2 separate regions of the Mus musculus genome follow, and region 1 is linked to region 2. A link is a contact called in public HiCAR-type data. All regions are on one chromosome and are shown on one strand. The core of a region is the stretch at or near the end of the contact, and the rest is flanking DNA. Distances in the headings are between cores, read along the strand shown.

What was found. HiCAR-type assays count read pairs that join an accessible place to other places.
Region 1: a HiCAR-type map of astrocytes shows a contact between it and region 2, with 4 times the contacts expected there. The contact joins the promoter of Clp1 here to the enhancer-like site in region 2. A contact is called at or near these places in 7 of 39 promoter capture datasets (the C10 cell line, cranial neural crest, embryonic stem cells and 4 more), 2 of 115 datasets of contacts at active chromatin or transcription factors (astrocytes and microglia) and 1 of 9 other capture datasets (adipose tissue).

The regions. Positions count from the first base shown.
Region 1 is chr2:84,724,252-84,728,971 of GRCm38.p6, forward strand. It overlaps Clp1 (CLP1, cleavage and polyadenylation factor I subunit), which reads right to left and starts at 3,036. Exons shown (of 3, transcript NM_133840.3): 1 at 2,912-3,036; 2 at 1,278-1,905. The coding sequence starts at 1,883.
Region 2 is chr2:83,673,602-83,677,775 of GRCm38.p6, forward strand. No RefSeq gene overlaps it. Among named protein-coding and RNA genes, the nearest start is that of Zc3h15, 31 kb to the left of the region's middle. Within about 2 kb of position 2,235, at least 59 of the 459 cell types and tissues checked have an H3K27ac peak or open chromatin away from gene starts, as enhancers often do. A contact at or near this core is called in adipose tissue and astrocytes, where this site is marked.

The DNA.
Region 1 (4,720 bases), core at 1,786-4,285, 1.1 Mb after region 2:
TTTTTCTTAGTGATGTATTAATTTTTATTTCATGTGCATTGTTGTTTTCATGTGTGAGGATGTAGGATACCCCTGGAGCTTGAGTTACAGTTAGTCATGAACTACCAGTGGGTGCTGAGACTTGAACTCAGGCCCTCTGGTAGGGGAGCTCTTAACCACTGAGCCATCTCTCCAGCTCCTAAATCCATCTAAGTTCCTCTTTGAGTAATAGGTATCATCCAAAAGCTTTACAGGCTGGAAACCCAACCACAATCCTTGAAATGTGCTTGGCAATTGAGCTACATGCAACCTTAGCACCAAAGTATTTTTAACCTTAGTGCCCCAGTAGTTTTACTTTTCTGAGACAGGGTTTTAGTACAAAGCTCTAGCCTAGCTTCAAACTCCTGAAAGTCCTATCTTAGCTTTCCAAGTCCTAGGATTATAGGGATCAGCTACAATACCCACTGATATATTAACATCAAAATTGATGTTTTTAATGACTGTGGTTTTAACCCCATAACATGGATTTAACTTTATGTTACTTAAGCTTCTTTTTTACAGTGTTTTATTTTTTATTATGTATCTGTATGTCTGCCTGTGCACATGAGTGCAGGTGCACAGAGGCCTAAGGCATCAGATCCTCCTAGCACTGGAGTGACAGGCAACTGGGAATAGCATGACATGGGTGCTAGGAAGTCAACTCTGACCCTTGACAGGAGTAGTACTGTTTTTGATTTTGGTTTTGTTTTGTTTGCAATAGGGTCTTACTATGTCCTGGAATTCACTATGGAGACTGGACTGCCTCTGAATCTGCTAAAATTAAAGGTATATGCCAGACCCCCCCCCTTTTTTTTTTTTTTTTTGGTTTTTCAAGGCAGGATTTCTCCATGTAGCCATGGCTGTCCTAGAACTCTCTCTATAGACCAGGCTGGCCTCGATCTCAGAAATCCACCTGCCTCTGCCTCCCAAGTGCTGGAATTAAAGGTGTGAGCCACCACTGCCCAGCATATGCCAGACTCTTAACTGCTGAGCCATGTCTCCAAGCCCCCTGCTTCCTGTTTTACCTCTTAATAATGAGTTACTACGAATAATGCCACAAGATGCTATGCAGTCTACAGCTGACTTATGTTAAAATGATCTTATGAAATCAGGTGGCAGTAATACCACACCAAAAAATAAAAATAAGAAAGGCAATTATATTCAAAAGGAAAATTTTGCAGTTCTAAGTAACAAAGTTCCCTACTTCCTACCCTGATTGTAACTTTTCCCTCCACCCCCTCTTAAATTCCAGTTCTGACCTTATTGTAAAGCTTGATGTTGGTGCCAGGCGTGGTGGAGCCAAAATGATACACAAGAGGGGCCTGGATGGAGAAACCTTCTTCCACATCTGCTGGACGCTCAATGTACAGGGCCCCCATGGTACCAGGGATGGACACAGAGCCCTGGCCTACATCTAACTCCACGTAAGTAGGACGGCGGCCCAAACGCACTGCGTAGTTGAGTAGCAGTCGACACACAGTGGACTTGCCCACATCAGTAGGACCTACTACCATCACTCGGGGACCTCTCTCTTCTTCCTTTTCTGCCTGCCTCCGCATCTGCTCCAAGGCTGTATGAGTGTTGAGGTAAAGCAACATAGGGGTGTCCTTAGAGACATAAGCCACCTCAGTCCGGCCACTCAACTGCAGAGAACAGCCATGCCAAGTGAAAACAGCCACCTTGGCACCAGCATCAAAAGTGAATTTCTTGTTTCTGGTCAGCTCTGTGCCAAAGATCTCCGCCATGCCAGCCAACAACTCCAACTGAACCGATTGAGAGGCCTCCACCTCAAATCGAAGCTCTGTTTCTCGCTCTAGTTCAAACTTAGTCGTTGGCTTCTTGTCATCATTGGATTCCTCGCTCATCTTTCCAGTAAAGCTGACGTGCCTAGGACCCAAATTAAACATTTGATTAAATCACCACATCAGGCCACTATTCAAAAAAATCTTCCACTGGTTTAGTCCCTTTATCTTTTTCTGCAGTTCTTATTGCTGCCAGACTCACTGTTTACAGCCAGTCTCTCCACAACCAGAAGCTAAAGGTGTTTTGTTTTGTTTTGTTTGTTTCTCTGTGTAGCCCTAGCTGTCCCGGAATGCTCTGTAGACCAGGCTGCCCTGGAACTCAGAAATCCACCTGCCTCTGCCTCCCAAGTGCTGGGATTAAACACGTGCGCCTCCACTATCCAGCAGTAAAGGTATTTTTGTTTGCTCCTGGGCCTCTGGTAGGTGGAATAGTAACACACCTCAACAAAAAGTAAGAGTGAATGACTAGGACATAAAAAGAAAACTACCTACCGATGTAACTAACAGGAGATTTGAATTGCATAGTCTTTCCTCCATCACTCTATTGGAAAACAAAGTAACACATGCCCATTGTCCAGCTCCCTTAGCCAACACGAAACAAGCTCTGAATCGTATGCAAAGAACAGGACACTGGGTGCAGACTCAGAAAACAGTTGCATGTCCAACTCTGGGACTACTAGTAGTTACTTACTATAATCCAACGACTTAATACCTGAACCAACTCCCCAGCTGCTATATGGTGGGCTTTTACACGTCCTCTTGTAACGGTGCTGGGCCGGGAATAACAAGGACCACAGTTGGAAAAACAAAACATTGTAAATTAGAAACTACTGCCGGGCAGTGGTGGCACACGCCTTTTAGTCCTTGCACTTGAAAGGCGGAGGCAGAGGCAGGTGGATTTCTGAGTTCCAGGACAGCCAGGGTTACACATAGAAACCCTGTCTCGAAATAACAACAACAAACAAACAACAAACTACCAAAGAAATTTAAATTACTATTTCTAATTCTGAACCACAATTCTGGGTCTAGTTAGCTCCGACACCAAAATCTGCCGGGGCTTCTCAAAGGTAATTGGGATCCTTAAGCCTTACCTATACGGGCACGGACTCAAAACCAGCTTCACAGAAACCTGGGACCTCTGGAAACCTCCGACCTCAGCAAACCTCGGACCTCAGCAAACCACGAATAACGTTCACCTAAATACTAGCCGGAAAGCAAAGGCGGTTCCGCAATTGCGCAGTAGTAGAAGACGCGATCGCGTGATGCATCTTGGGACCTGTAGTTTGGAGTGAGTGAGCGCGCGTCGCCGCTTGGCCCTCTGGGAAATATAGTTCAAGGATTGTTCGGTGACCCGCGGAGGTGGGCGGGGCAGCGCCGTCACTTTGTGTGGGAAGACGACCGGAGGCGGAGAGGAGAAGTTGCTGGTTCGCCCTCGGGAGGGAGGTGGTTATAGGGTCTCTCCCTATCTGCTGTCCAGGAAAGCTAAGGGCGACCAGAAAGGGAGAGGCATTGCATCACTGTCTAGATCAGAGCTCTGCTCGACTAGACCACAAGCCAAAAAGTGGGGAAGTTAGCCTAAGCCGGAGACCCAGGCAGCTGGAAAGTGGCAGAAACACGCGCACGCGCACGCGAACACACACACATCAGGTCAAGCAGTACCCATTTGAGTCTATGCGGAACTGGCACATAGAAGAAACAAAGTGTAATTCTCCCTCTCTCCCTGCCCCCACCCCCACCTCCTCTGTATGCTCAAGGTGCCAACCTGGCACTCCATGAGATTCTCCTGCCTCTGATCTGACTTCTGGGATTTACAGACTTAAGCCAATAACCAGGCTGATTTTTTTACTTTAGTAAATATAGAATAAAAGTCCTATGATTTCTTTCGTTTATCTTATGAATCAGTCATTATCCAACAACTTCTGCCAGATTCTAAACTGTTTCTCTATGCACATCTGACAGTTATTCAAAATCGTTGACACCACTGCTAACTGGTTCCACGCCTATAATCCACTTCATGAGTATGGCCTTTGGAAACTTATATTATTTTACTGCCTGACAGGCTCCCTTTCCCTGAGACATCTCTTGTCTATAAAATGGGAATAATAACAGTATTCAACCTCCTAAAGTTGTTTTGAAGATTAGATGAGACATATGTGCTAAGCACAATGCCTATAATATAGAAAGTATCTGATGTTAGCCTTAAGTTTTTATTATAGACTGGGGAGACTATAATATCTGTTTATACATTTTTCAAAGTAGTTCCAGGTGTCTGTGTCACTGTACCCAACAAGCCGGGCAGTGGTGGCGCACGCCTTTAATCCCAGCACTTGGAAGGCAGAGGCAGTCGGATTTCTGAGTTCAAGGCCAGCCTGGTCTACAAAGTGAGTTCTAGGACAACCAGGGCTATACAGAGAAACCCTGTCTCGAAAAAAAAACAAAAAAACAAAAAAAAAAAAATACCCAACAAACCCAGGTAGGTATAACATCTCCAATTTCATCTGAGGAGAAAACTAGGCTAATCAGTGACATTTGCTCAAGAACTCAGTTATTAGTAGAGGTAGACTTTTGTTGTTTTTGTTGCTACTACTGCTGCTGCTGTTTTAAGACAGTGTCTTCACTGTTCTGGCTGTCTTGGAACTCACTACATACACCAGACTGGCCTCAAACAGAGATCCACTTGCCTCTGCCCCCAGAGTACTGGATTTAAAAACATTAAAGGTGGATTTAAAGGCTTAAAGGTAGATCTTTTTTTTTTTCTTTTTTTTTTTCTTTTTTTTTTTTTTTTTGATGGTTCATTTCTTTTTTTTTTTTGGTTTTTCGAGACAGGGTTTCTGTGTAGCCCTGGCTGTCCTGGAACTCACTCTGTAGACCAGGCTGACCTTGAACTCAGAAATCCTCCT
Region 2 (4,174 bases), core at 985-3,484:
AACAGACTAGCCTCAAACTCAGAAATCCACCTGCTTCTGCCCCCTGTGTGCTGGGACTAAAGGCAGGTGCCACTGCCTGGCTAGACACCCACTCTTACTGTTGAAATTCAGTGAAGTTATAAACCAGTACCCTGGTTATATATTACCAGCTATTTACTATGCATAATTATATAGAGGAGAGAGGCATTGGTTAATTTTTGTTTAGGGATTCTGTTTTTTGTTTTGTTTTTTTTCAAATGAGTTTTTATTATGTTGGCCAGGTCATTAATTTGTCCTAAACTTCAACAAACCCCTCACCTCCACATCCTTGGTATTCTAGGCAAACTCCCATGCCCTGGCTTTTTCATAGGCTGTATTTTTGTACAGTTGGCAGCACAGTAAGTTTGTTTACACCATATCACCACCAATACTTGTAGTATCTTGTTTGAACATTAGACAGCTATGACATCACTCCTGTAGGACTTTCCAGGTCAGTTATAATCTGTGGAACGGCCTTCATATGTGAGGAAACACTTGAAGTGATGACAACCTATTCAAGCTCTGAGCTTTTAAAACTAGGCCTTAGAAATTCAGAAAGCATACAGTGTGGAAAATTTGGCCATGTTCTCTAAACCTATCACGGATGGAATCTTTTGGCTGTAAAACCGTTCTGGAGAAGAGGCTGTTCATCGCCTGCATGGGTCACCATGTTCTAGACACTGCCAGTAAGCCAGAGTCATTTTTACTTTAATGAATATTGCAGTTCAGTTTCAAAAGCATGAAACTATTACTAACAATCGTGACGACTCTCCACAGCTTACTACTGAGCATGCGCAGTATTAAAAGCTAGGCTTTCTCGGGGCTTTGCAAGTGGCGGGTAAGTTGCTTACTGTGTAAGCAGGTGGAGCTGAGTTTGATCCTCAGCCCCGTCGTGAAATGTTGGGATTGTTATCCCAGTGCTGAGAGGCAGAGACAAGTCCCTGGGGCTCACTAGCCTGCCACTCTGCCCTAATCAGCCTCAGGTCCGAGGGAGAAACCCTGTCTCCATAGGTGGAGGCTGGTGAGATGGCTCAGTGGGTAACAGAAGGGGCTTGTTGCCAATACTGATGATCTATCTGCATTTCGTCCCTGGGGTCCATGTGACAGAAAAGAGCCAACTCCCCGAAGTTGTCCTCTGACCTCCACATTGTGCCATGGGACAATACATAACTAATATTTGAAGTGCACAGTTGTGGTAGCTTGAGTAAGATGCCCCACATAGCCTCGGGCATCTGAACACTTGGTTCCCAGCTGCTGCTATTTGGGACGTTAGGGAGCCATTACTTTAGAGGAAGTAGAGCGTGGGGGAATTGAAAAACGAGCCGTTTCTAGTGCATCCCTTTTGCTTCCTACTTGGGATTAGCTAGGTGAACGTGACCTGTTCCTGTTACCACACCTACCTTGCTTCTCTGACATAGCGATGAGCAAGTCTCCCTGGGACTGAATGCCCCAAAACACTATCGCCTTGCTCATTGTATTTCATCACAGCAGCAGAAAAGTGAGTAACACAGTGGTTCCCAAGGACTTGCCTGCGGTGTCCTTGAGCCCCACACACGTGCATCCATACACTGCAGAGACTTTCCACGATAAACCTGCACACAAATTTATATTTGAAAAGCACATAGCCAGTCTAGAAAAAGTAGTTGCCTTGGTAAGTAGTAAAATCTTCACCTCACAAACTCAAAACTGCCTAAATTCATTTTGCAATTTGGCATTCTTTATCATCATTATTGTTATTATTTATTTTTAATGTGTATTGGTGTCTTGCCTGCCTCACACATGTCTGTCTATGCGAAGGTGTTCAATCTTGGAGTTTCAGTCATAAACTGCCATATTGTCCTCTGGAAGAGCAGCCAGTGCTCTTAACCACTCCCCATCTCTCCAGCCTCAAACTTGGCATTATTAACTATATGCGTACATTTCTCTTCTAAGCAGGCACTTATAGTCAGAGACATAGCCAAGTTGGTCTAACGTGTCTGTTTTTGATACAGTGGGCAACTTTGGTCTGCTTCTGTTCCAGCCTTCCACTTTTGCCAAGAATAAACCTGGTGGAAATACTAAGCAGGACATGGGCTGTGAAGTTGCCCATAGGCTTCCTAGCCAGCCACACTCAGACTTCCCATAGGCCGTTGGTAATGTCATCTGCCCTGACTGTAAAGCTGTTGCAGAACTGCCTGGAACCTTGTTTGATACTTCACATCAGAGGGAGGGGTTTCCTGCCGAGCCTTTCTCTGTGATTCAGGCTTCTCTGCCATCTTTGTGTTCTGTCCTTTGCCAGCCTCACTTGCTCTCGTGATTGCCATAATCACTTCCACATGAGTGGCTCTATCTCTCGAGTATTTCCAATAAGCTGCTCACAGTAACATGTATTTCCTGCCAGTATGTCAAATTCCAGACTAAAGTCTTTTTTTCTCCAAAATCTCCTAGATTTTTTTTTCCATTTCTTTTCTCTCGTTATTGAAATCTTATCCAGAGACTTGGACTGAAAACAACCAGTCATTGTACCACACCAGGAATTCTCCTGCAGCAGTGCTCTTTTCTGTTCACATGGTCACTGTCTCTTAAGCAGATTCTTATCTTTGTTCAGAATTTGACATACATGGTTTATCTTCCAGAGCAGGAACATCTAGAGTATGAGAGACATGGTGAAAACAAGGGAGGGTTCTCTTAATAGAAACTGGTGTACTTTCCAACCTCAGATTACAGTCACCAAACTTAACTGTTAACTTATTTCCTTCCCAGAACTGATACATCCAAAGCCCTGCCAGATTTAGCTTCCTGGGGCCTAGCCCTGTTAGTCCTGAGTTCTGCTTCATAACTCTTCAAAAGCTCTAGATTGCCAGCCAAGGAGAATGGAATGCAGGCATGGTCTTCAAGGTCTTGGCTGTCCTGGCTTTGTTGCTATGTCTTGATTCTGATTGCTCAGTGTGATGTGTTTTATATCCTGGGTTTCCTTCTTAGGAAAAGGGGGATTCAAATGCTTGTTCTTCAGCTGTGAGGCTGCCTCCCGGTGGAGCTGCAAGTGCTTACTCAGACAGTCGCACTGGGAACAGGCAGCTATGACTGTGTCTTGTGGGTTTTTATGTCTCATCTGCGTGTTCCCGTTTGAGAAATAGTAACATCCTTAAATAGTCTAATGATGGAGTCCTTTCATGTCTTTGATTCACCAAAACACAGGGCCCCAAATTCACAGGTGTGCCTTTTGCTTCTATGTTCATGTCTTTGAGGGGGGATTTTGTTGTTTTGTTGGAGAGAAGTGTTAGATCACAGTGATTATAAACTTGAACCTAGAGTCATTTAGGAGAGGTGCCGCAGCATATGCCAGTGAGGAATTTTCTTGATAAGATTTATTGAAGAACCAATAACAGGAAGGGCTGCGAGGTACTGGCCTGCTGGTGCTTCCCCCATCCCCTTCTCCACTGTAGTTGAAAGAGGTCTACTTAGTGAGCCAGAGGAAACCCTCCCTAAAATTGCTTTTGTCTAGTATTTTATCTCCGCAGCTAGAAAAGAAACAGTTGTGCTTTGACTTTATGTTTTTGTCTTCTGTCAATTTTGTTCTAAGGCAGAATCTCGGTACGTAGCTCGCCTGGGATCAGATGCCCTGCCTCTGTCTCCCATGTGCTGAGCCACCAAATCTGGCCTTATGGGCACATTTTTCAATCCCTCAAAAAGTGTCTCCTTATGACCAAGAACTCATTTTAGTGCCATCTCCCTAGGACTTGCATTTTTGTAATGAATACTGAACATGGATAAAGGAACATTCTATTAGGCCCCGCTCTAGATGAAGAACTCCAGGTAGTCAGTGGCTGAGAGAGGGAGAGCCTGTAGTTTGGGGCCCATCGAGGCAACACTATCTGGACTCAGCAGGTGTGTATGAAAGTAATATAGAAGCAGTCATCGTCACGAGTTCATAGTCACAAATTCAAGAGGCTGTGTGGAGGAATTGTGTTGGGGAGGAGCACCATGGAAATGATGCTAACAGTGTAGGAAGTCCTCAAAAATAAAAGGCATTCAGCTGTTAAAGAATGTATTTCTACATGCTTTGTATCATGTCATTGTAATGGCTATTGCTTAATACTGTGTTTGAAAATCTGGAAGTATACTAGGCATGATGGCATGAGCCTTTAATCCCAGCAAGCAGAAGCAGGTGAATCTG